2 separate regions of the Mus musculus genome follow, and region 1 is linked to region 2. Evidence: chromatin contacts called from public promoter capture Hi-C data. All regions are on one chromosome and are shown on one strand. Each heading gives the region's core, a stretch centred on a gene start, on an enhancer-like site or on the middle of the called end of the contact. The rest is flanking DNA. Distances are from core to core; before and after follow the strand shown.

Region 1 (5,410 bases), core at 1,767-4,266, 800 kb before region 2:
AAGCTGTGCTGGCAGCAGCTCAGGACCAGTGGTGGCTTTAGGTGCCACCTCTATTACACGTGTGCGGAGATACCATCAAACCCTTCTGGGTGTTCCTTTCTCTAAATCAGGGTGGGTATGAAGGGGACATGAGAGGGGACACAGCTCAGGCGCCTGGGCCTCCTGCAGTATCTCTCACATGTATTTATTGGCCTCTGAGTTACTCATTGACTATGAGAGTGTCTAAACCACATTGAAATGAGTCCAGCTAGAGAACTGGTCTGGTGACACTGGATGACGGTGTCAGGGATGTGAACATGAGCCTACAGCGAGGGGCCAGCTCACTTGTCTGGAGTGTCACAACAAAGGGGTTTTAAGTATATGAATCTCTAGCCAGGCACGCTGAGTGTGAATCCTGGCTCACCATTCACCACTCTCAGGCCTTAGGACAGTGACAGTCCTAAGCGACTCTGAGTGCCTGCTTACGCGTTCCCCAGGATTACCAGTGCTAGTAACTGGTGTAAAAGGGAAAGCGCCTCGCCGTTGTAAGGTAAAGTTCAGGGCCAGTGAGAGATGGCTCAGCAGTTAAGAGCGGTTATTGCTGCAGACAACCCAGGTGACCTCCTGACATTCACTTCTGGCAGCTCACAGCGACCCATGACTCCAAGTTCAGGGGATCTGATGGCCTCTTCTGGCCTCTGTGGGCACCTGCCCTTATGTACATGCCTACCTATAATCCCAGCTCTTGGGAGACTGGGATAGCAGCATGAGGACGTTAAGGCCGGCCTGGGATACATAGAATTGCAGGATAGTCTGGAATACACCGAGTCTCTAAAAGAATTAGATTTTCTGAGCAGAAGAGAGAAAGCACAAAGAGAAAAATGAGGCACAGTCAAAACAATGAGAGAAGCCAGTGTTGTGGGTGGAGAGATACTGCATGGAGATACACACACACACACACACACACACACACACACAGAGGATATGTAACAGGAGCTGTACAGGGAGGAGGGCATGTGGTCAGCAGGAGTGCCTGCTTGCCCCGAGCTCCAGGCTAGCCTTCTGCCTGGCTGATCCTTGACTGTGCTTTCTAAGTTGAGCTTCTGAACACTCAGCTTTTTCGAGTGTACTCTGCCTTTTCCAGCCCCCCACACCCTACCTCTTGGAGTTATCAGACACCGCTATATGGTTTTGCCTTGACTTCGTTCTAATTGTCTCACAGGTGTGGGGTTTTATCTTCCCAGCTACACCTGGACAGTTCAGAACCGTGGGAGCCATGCTCCAACCTTGTCTTTGTCCCACAGAGCTGAGGACATCATAGGCTGTGGCTCACAGCTCAGAAAACTATGGTACCAGGGCGGGGAGGCCCCAACGCCTGGAAGGTCTGTCACCACATTCTTTTCCACAAACTGAAGAAGAAGCAAACACGTCAGGGGACAGGAATTTGGCAGGGCAGGAACTCTTGCTCCATAGGACTAAAAGCAAGGGAGGGCAGACACAATAACTGCTTCCAATCCTCAGCAGAGCTACAAAGCTGAAGAAGCCGCCACCAGGAGTTATCCAAGAACCCTTTGTGTTAGAGACATCGCCCCAGGAGAGGGCTTTCCTCCTCAGACAAAGCTAAGACCCGACGAGATTAGCTTTGCAGTCACACAGTGGAATCAGAAAGGTTTGAGCAGCAAAGGATAGAAGAGAGTGAACCTGGGCCATCAATTAGGATGGAAGTGTCTTCCAGGATGTCCATCAAGCCCATATGAATGAACTAAGTCATCCTGATTACTATAATAGGGACTCTTCTTGTACCGCCCCATCATTAACGTTGGCCTGGACCCCTCGTCGGGGGCACCCCAAGAATCCTACCACAATGTGAAAGGCTAAGCATTTAGCATAGCAGAACCCAGGGTTCCCTCCTGACTGCATAGCATGCTGGATGTTCCTCACGATTGGTTTCTGCCCCCAAAGAATAAGGTGAACAGAGTCAAGATCTACACACCTTGAACAAACTATTCAGAGTTGTGTCCTCTGAGGAAAGGCAGAGGAAAGAGACCAAGCCACATGTGTGTGACAGTGGCAGGTCAGCATCCACACCCCCTTCCAGGTACGGGACAGGAGGAATGCATTGTTCATGTGCTTGAGGGGGTTAACCCTCAATAACACTTCATAAAAGGCCCTGCGGTTAAGCTGCAGGCCCATGCCGCACAGCGCTAGACTGCCGTGTTCCAGACACTAGCTAATTACAAGGCTAGCCCACCAATGGGAGAAAGCAATCCCCATGCATTCCCATTCCTCAAGGTCTCAGCAGCCTTCCTGGGGAGACTTTCTCTCTCCCAAGACAACCAACCACCCCACTTCAGGAAACAACCACTATTCCAGCCGTGGTGGTTTACGGAGCAGAGCCATGACTGTAATGGCTGTAATTGCCAAAGGCTGATGGAGTTCTTTCTTCACAGCCTCGGGGCCAGCTGCCCTACTTCTCCCTGCCCCGGAGGGTGTCCAAGGACTTCACTGACTGCAGTGTCTTTTTAAGGTGTCCATAGCTCAATTGATGGTGACTGTCGACTTCCTCTTTCCAAGGAAGACAGCAAGAGAACGGACTCCGCGCGCGTTAAATACCTGTCTCTTCCAGAGGGTGGGGCCAAAGGTGAAAGCCAGAAGAGAGAACTAGGGAACCTTGTCCCAAAGCCAGCATGCAAGTGACTTGTCAATCCTAGAATTGTCCCGCTGGGCACTCTGCTTACTCTCAGCTCGCTGGGCCGAGGGACCCCAGTTTCCGTGGCACTGAGTGGCAGAGAGCACAGGCAGGAAAGAGAGTTGAAAGGGTTCAGGACGAAGCCAGGAGGAAGAGAGAGGGGCGGGGGCACTAACGTGTCCAGCAACGTCCCGGGCCCCTTCCGGTCTCAGGGAACCCCCTGCTGGACCCCTTGCAACTACAAGGCTCTCACCTCCCAAGCGGGATTCCCACAACACAGGCTCCAGGACTGACCTCACTCGGCTCCAGGCACCAAAGCTGCCGCTGGGCTCGGGAAAGCAGGAGAGCGGGGAGGAGAGGGAAACACCGCCCGCTGCTGGAGCCCCGCCCACAACTCTTGATCAGGCTTTCTCTGTGGACCATGCTTGTCTTTTCTGAGTTCTGGGCAAAGTACCTCAGCCTAGGTACCTCTCTGCTTTCTTGCCAGGGAGGAGACCTCTATCTCTGCTGCAATGACCTTGTAACTGAGGTAGGAAAGAAAGTAGAGCTGGGGCAGACGGTAGGTATTGGCTATCATGGAGCCCAGCACAGGAGGCAGAGGGCCTGTTGTGATTTTTGTAGCTACCCCTAACTGTCCATCGAGATAACATAGGCCTGCACTGACCCAGGGAAGGCGGCCTAGATCCTATCCTGATGCACTGTACACACGGCCAGCGCAGCAAGTCCTGATCGGGGCAGTTACTTCTGTTCTTGCCTGTGCTCTTTGATCTGTGCCAAATCTTGAAGATATGATGCTGAGGGGTGAAGCTGGCTGTCATTTTGCCCTCTACTACTTGGCTACGCCTTCTATTTTAACTATTGAAGGTGTGTGTGTGTGTGTGTGTGTGTGTGTGTGTGTGTGTGTGTGTACACGCCCACACATGCACATCATTCATCAGGAGCTGTCTATCTTGTTTATTGAGTTATTGAGACAGGATCTCCCACTGGCCTGGAACTCACCAAAAATGCTAAGCTGGTTAACAAGCCCCAGGGATACTGGATGCTCTACCTCCCCAGCACTGGGGTTACAGGCAGGTACCATCACCATGCCTGTGGACTTTACTTGTGTGTTAGGGATTGAACTCTGGTCCTCATGCTTCCACAAGCACTATACCCCCTGCCCCATACTAAATATCTGAAGGTCAGATTTGGATCAGCAAAGGCTACTGCCTGTGACTGAAGGCCAGGGAAGGAAGTTGTGATTTCCCTCAGAGAACGCAAGAGCTTTCCGGCCTGTGAGCCCTTCTGGCTTCACTTCCCTTTTCCTTCCCACCCTCCACCTGCTCCTAGGAGGAGGGGGCGGGGTGTTGTGGGGTTGAGAGTTGATCTGCTTTCTGGAAAGGGACATGCTGAAGGAAAGAAAAGTCAGGAGCCTGCTGCTGCAGGAGTGTTAAAAGGAAGGGATTTGTATAGGAAGGTGGCGAAGTCAGTCGCTTTCTGGGGGTGAAACCCAGTTCAAGGACAGAAGTGTCACAGTCTGCAGTAAGACTGGGGTCGCATGGAGGTTGGGCAAAAGCTGACAGCTGCCTCTTGCAGCTGGGGTGTAATCCCAGGTTGATTCACACTCTCCAGCGTGGCCTGACAGCTAGGTGATATGATCAAGCAGGGCAGGAGAGATAGGTTAAAACAAAGCCCAGCACTTAATTACCAAGGAAGATCTCATTATACAGTCTTCTCAGCTCCCTCCTCGGCTGGCAGCTTGAAGCCCATGTGACAAGTTGCCTCAAGTGGCTCTCGAAAGCTGAGTGCAGAGGGATGGAACTGCAACCCTGCCTACCTGCTCTGCAGCTGGGAGGAGGAGGCTTGTAAGCCCAGGAGGTAGGGCCTTCCTATAATGTGGGTGGGACTGAGAACAATGCCAGGGAGGGCTGGGTGCCATTTACTGCCTTCCTAAAACCAGAGGGGATTTATCCCAGGAGTGCTAGGAATATGGAAAGGGACCGCCTAAGGCCCCACCCTAATTGACACCTGATGTGGGATAATTATTCTGGTTATTGGGCTCCAGGACTCATTGTCAGAATGAAATGCAGTAGCTGGAGTGTTCTTTCTTCATGGTTTTGCCTTGGCCAATAGCTCCCCATCCTTTCTCACATCACATCTTCAAAAGGAACGCACCTAACACTTCTAGATAGTCTCCAATTTATGGTGGTTCTCTTTGTGAATCTATATCTCTCTATGTGTGTGTGTGTATATATATGTGTGTGTGTGTATATGTGTGTGTGTATATGTATGCATATATATATGTATATATATACACACATATACATATATATATGCATGCACACACACACATACACACACACATATATATGTCTGTGTGTCATGGTGCAAAAGTAACTTGCATTCAGTAAAAACTGAACGTTGACCTTTGAATTTGGGTCTTCTCCTGGATTCACATTTAGTTCTTTACTACTCCTGGTTTGTGTGGTGTGTATGTGTGTGTATGTGTGTGTGTGTGCCTGTGGTGGCCACAAAAAAGACGTCAAATCCCCTGAAGCTGCAGTTCCAGGAGGTTATGAATAGCTAGATGTGGGTGCTGGTAACTGCACTTGGGTTCTCTGGAAGAGCAGCCAGTGCTCTTAACCACTGAGCTTTCTCTCCAGCCCCTTGTTCTTGATGCTACACAGCCAGCGTGCCACACTCCTGCTAAGCCATGTGACCACAAGAGCAAACAACCAAGCCCTGTAGTTTACGGTTTCTGAG
Region 2 (5,203 bases), core at 319-2,818:
CTATTTTGCAAAATTTTGTGGTCTAAAGAGCCAAGAAATAATTTATTGTTACACCCTACTTTAATTCCAATTCTACCAACCATACCAACTCCACATACCTAAAGAGAAACATATTGATCAACCTGTGTTTCTACCAGTTAATAGCTGGATTGTATTCAAATGAACTAGTCACTCTGGCATGATGATTTAAAAACAAAACAATAGCAACAACACCACCCATGTGAAATCTCTGTCCCACCTTGGGAAGTTAAAGTGGAAAAATCTAAAATTCTACCAGATACTATATTCCATTCTAAGCTTTTGATAACTTTTGTATCTTTTAACAGAGACTGAATTGATCAACTATTAAAAGAACTGTACTAAATATCCCATTACATGTATGAGAAACTACACAATAATAAAAAGCAATCGCTGCTTTTTTATAGACATCATCACAGACTTGAAACACTCTCAAGCTTGGTATGTATAGCTCATCTTTTCTCATATAAACGATGACTGGACCTTGGAGTTATAGGCTACTTAAGATCATTCTCATAGTATAGCAGATCATGGATGTTCATTCAACCAGTGTGAATCAGTCCACAGGGACCAACATTCCTTCTGTTGATGTATCAAGATCTGTTCTAGTAATACATCAGCTAGAATAAAGTTAATACTGATACTAATAGCAATAATGTTAATACTGATAAGTAGTTATCTGATCCATTGACACTTGGAAGACCTCATTTCTGTTTCTATGCTACTTCCTCATTTAAGTCTACCAAAAAGATACAACTGTTACTTTGTACTGACATCAAGAGGGAGGAAGCAGATTGAGGAGTTAAGAGTGGAGCTCAGATGATAGAGTGCTCACCTCACAGGCACAATGCCCTGGGTTGGATTCCAGGCACCACACAAACCATAATGGTACATACCTGACAGGGAGGGGGGCGGGGAGGGGGGGCGTGCTGGAGGAGAGAACTAGAAATTCAAGATCACTCTTAGCTACATAGTGTCTTCGAGGCTAGCCAGTGCAACATGAAATCCTGTCTCAAAGAAAAGGAGGAGGAAGAGGAGGGCTAAAGCCAAGCAAGACATTGCTGTTGCCCAAAAAAAAAAAAAAAAAAAAAAAAAAAAAGATATATATATATATATTATTCAGGTAAGATCTGCTCTACTATATGGTAATTTTTGTAGTATAAGAAAGTACATGTACTGCAGGAACAAGTATTAGGATATAGAATTCAGCCATGACCAGAAAGTGATGGGAGGGGAGAAAGGAGAGGGGAGGAGAGGGGAGGAGAGGGGAGAGGGAAGGAGGGGGGAAAGGGGAGAGGGAAGGAGAGGGGAGAGGGGAGAGGGAAGGAGAGGGGAGAGGGAAGGAGAGGGGAGGAGAGGGGAGGAGAGGGGAGAAGGGAGAGGGGATGGTCCCTGGAGAACATGAGGATCAGATCAGGCTACACCATGATTTATCCATTCCGAGACAGCCATAGTGTGGGCTGAGATGGATAACGACAGCAGTGGGTAATAACTGGTTTTTCTTGCATTGCTTTCAGATGTGTCCTTGTGTGTTCCTTTCCCCCATAAGATGAACAGAAACGACCCAGTATACAATATCAATGGCATAAGAAATGCTTTTTTTTCTGAAATTGTCTTTGGGGTCTCAGCCAACACCATCCTCCTGCTCTCCCACGTGGTCACATTCTTTCAGGAACTCAGGCACAAGCCCATCAACATAACCATTGGTGTCCTGGCTCTAAGCCACATCGTGATGCTGCTGGCCATGGCTGCCATGGCTACAGACATTTTGGGGTCCCAGGGGTTTTGGGATGACTTCACATGTAAATCAGTGATCTCCTTGTACAGGCTGATGAGGGGTGTCTCCATTTGTGCCACATGTCACCTGAGCGTCCTCCAGGTCATCCTCCTCAGCCCCAGAAGTTCCTGTTTGGCAAAGGTCAAACCTAACTCCCTCTGGCACAACTTGTGCTGCTTTCTTTCCCTGTGGGCCTTCCACATGTCCATTAATGTTTTTTCAAACTCCATTGTGGCCGCCCACAATGTGACCTCACACATTCTCATACTGGTCACTAAATCCTGCTCTCTCTGGGTTGTTAGTGACACCATGAGACACTTACTTTCTATACTGGCTGCCTTCCGGGATGCCTCTCTAGTAGGGCTCATGGTACTTTCAAGTATATACATGGTGACTGTCTTGTGCAGACATAAAAGGCAGTGTCAGTACCTTCACAACACCAGCATTTCCCGCAAAGCATCCCCAGAGCAGAGGGCCGTCCGGAACATTCTGTTGCTAGTGAGCTTCTTTTTGGTCACGTACTGTCTGGATTCCATTGCCTCCTCCTGGAGAGTTATGTGGAATAATGACCCAACCCATCGCTGTGTCCAGATGTTTGTGTCCAGTGGTTATGCCACGTTCAGTCCTTTGGTGTTCATCAGTACTGAACAACGTATGATTAACTGTTTGAAAAACACACAGGGCCAACAGTAAATATTTGATTATTCTGTGATGAACAAGCTTCCTTCACAAGAACTAGCACATTGACTTCAGGGTAATCAATCAAGGCATACCATACATGATCTCTGGGCTAGATAAAAATAAAGACATTGAAATGCTTTCTCCGTTAAACCTACTTTTGGCATAAGCATCAAAAAATATATAGTTTACCATTGAAACATAAGCCATTCTGAAATAATAAAAGTTACTAATAATTCTAGTAGTCCGAAGGAAGACTGAATTATTACAGCATAGAGTAGCTCACATATTATATATGAGAATTTTCAACACTTTTAATATGTCAGTAGTCATGGTGGCCTTTAGTTCAATAACTAGGTATGTAAATTATTATCATGGATTATTATCATGATTGTGATCATGAATCAAAATTCTATATATTATGATCTATACACTATGAGGCTAAGAGGTAAGACCACTGACTGCTCTTCTGAAGGTCATGAGTTCACGCTCACAACCACCCATAACTAGATCTGATGCCCTCTTTTGGTGCATCTGAAGACAGTCACAGTGTACTTAAGTATAATAATAAATAAATCTTTGTGCCAGAGTAGGGCCGACAAGAGTGAGTGGGGTTGACTGGAGAGAGCAGAGGTCCTAAATTCAATTCTAAACAACCACATGAAGGCTCACAACCATCTGTACAGCTACAGTGTACTCATATACATAAAATAAATTTAAAAATCTTTTTTAAAAAGAAGAAAAGGGAGAAGGAGAGAGGGAAAGAGGAAGAGAGGGGGAGGAGGGGGAAAGGAAGAGGGGAAGGAGGAAGAGGGGAAGGAGGAAGAGGGGAAGCAGGAGAGAGATAAGGGGAGAGAGGAAAGGGGGAGGGGAAAGAAGGAGGAAGAGAAGTTATTCCCCAATGAGAGTTCTTCCTGTGTGAATCAGACTCAGATTTCACATATCAGAACGCTTGTCAGATGTCAGCCTTGGAAATCCTGCTATCTAAAAATAATGAGAAAATACATATCTATACTTTATGAACTATTCAGTCTGTGATCTTCATAGATAAGAGTCCAAATGAACTAAAATGGCCTTCAATGAGCAAAACAAAAGACATGAGACAGAACAAAGGCATGAGGATAAGTTTCCTGATTTCAAAATATATCATAAAGCTATAATAACTGGAGCATTGTGGTTCTTAAATAATAAGAAACATGCATACACTAATCAAAACCCCAAAAATATAGACATACATGCTCAGCTGACCTTTGACAAGATACACAACAGGGAAAGGACACTATTTTGAACAAATGGTCCAGAGGACAGTGGCAGAGTAATCAAACTGGACCCTTATTTCATACCTAAAAATTAGCAGAAATGGGTTAATGGTTTTTATGTGAGGCCTGAATATATAATCTAGGAGAAAACACAGCACACTATGTCACACCCAGTCCAGTGAAGACTGCATGACAGGCCCAAAATCTTGGGACACAGTTGCAGACCCGAGTTTCACGGGAACTCAGTCTCCTGGAACCTTGGCATGAATGCTCCAAACCTGTCACTGCGTTAGTCAGTGAATGGATCTGTGTGCTTTCTTTCAGTATTGTTTTATTATAGGTGCCTCCAAGAAATGATCTTACAAATACATAAATCAGGTTGAACTTTACTCCCTGGCCTTCACCCATGTCCTAGGCAGTCCTTGAGCTGACCCTGGGCTTGGAATTTCGTGAGAATGTTACTTATTCAGACAAAATGCCCCAGTGCTGACAGCAATCAGGCATCTCACAGTTGCCGGATAGGAGCTAGTAATCTCAGGGCTGGCTCAAATAGTATACTTAGAATTCTCATTACAGACATGAATGGCAGCCTACATTACATAATAGTAGAAAGAAAGTGGGTTGTGGTTTTAGGAGGAACTGAAGTATTATTCATGAAAGGGTTGTAGTACAGAATTCCCCTGGTGCATGTTTTCACTAGGCCCAGAGGAAAAGCATAATTAGGTATTTACTAAGGGACCCCTGGTGGTGGGTTTAACAGTAGACTAGCATTGCATCAGACCTTTCACCTGGTTCCTGTGAATAGCTGATTTTAGATAGGGTTGTTCCTATCTCAGTTGTAAACACTGCCTGGTTCCTGCCAGCTATTTTTTTAAAGATTTATTTATTTATTTATTTTATGTAAGTACATTATAGCTGTTTTCAGACAGACACTCTAGAAGAGGGCATCAGATCTCATTACAGATGGTTGTGAGCCACCATGTAGTTGCTGGGATTTGAACTCAGGACCTTCGGAAGAGCAGTCAGTGCTCTTAACAGCTGAGCTATCTCTCCAGCCCTCCTGCCAGCTTTTATGTATGCATTTTCTCTGTTTTGTGTAAAGAACCATTATGCATCTCAATGTACCTTGGCTGATGTATCATCTAGCTTTCTTATTTTTCTTCTGTATTATAAGTTTGGTGCTTGCTTTGAGAAATTACATTCAGATATAGCACTCTCTCTGGTGTCCATGTCTGTTTGTCATCCACCAACTCCTTGCTCACCTGTACTTGTGGGAAGCCACATGTGCCGTTGCAGAGTGGCACTGACTACTGCTGGCCACCACGTATAAGTTTGGACAAACAACCAATGTGTACATATGCAGTAAAGTTTTTTGCAAAGACACTGCCTGGCCTGGGCATGATAATGAGGCTTTGGGAGTATAACCAATCAGATGTGAGACATGCAAATGAGGTATGATAATGAGGCTCTG

Evidence for each region. Promoter capture Hi-C pulls out the DNA fragments that hold promoters and counts their contacts.
Region 1: a promoter capture Hi-C map of embryonic stem cells shows a contact between it and region 2, with 6 times the contacts expected there. The contact joins the promoter of Tlr5 here to the promoter of Vmn1r1 in region 2. A contact is called at or near these places in 2 of 39 promoter capture datasets (embryonic stem cells and hippocampal neurons), 1 of 484 Hi-C or Micro-C datasets (embryonic stem cells), 2 of 115 datasets of contacts at active chromatin or transcription factors (both in embryonic stem cells) and 1 of 9 other capture datasets (embryonic stem cells).

What each region holds. Positions count from the first base shown.
Region 1 is chr1:182,952,394-182,957,803 of GRCm38.p6, reverse strand. It overlaps Tlr5 (toll-like receptor 5), which reads right to left and starts at 3,016. Exons shown (of 4, transcript NM_016928.3): 1 at 2,922-3,016.
Region 2 is chr1:182,154,463-182,159,665 of GRCm38.p6, reverse strand. It overlaps Vmn1r1 (vomeronasal 1 receptor 1), which reads left to right and starts at 1,568. Exons shown (of 1, transcript NM_001166728.1): 1 at 1,568-2,488. The coding sequence starts at 1,568. The coding sequence ends at 2,488.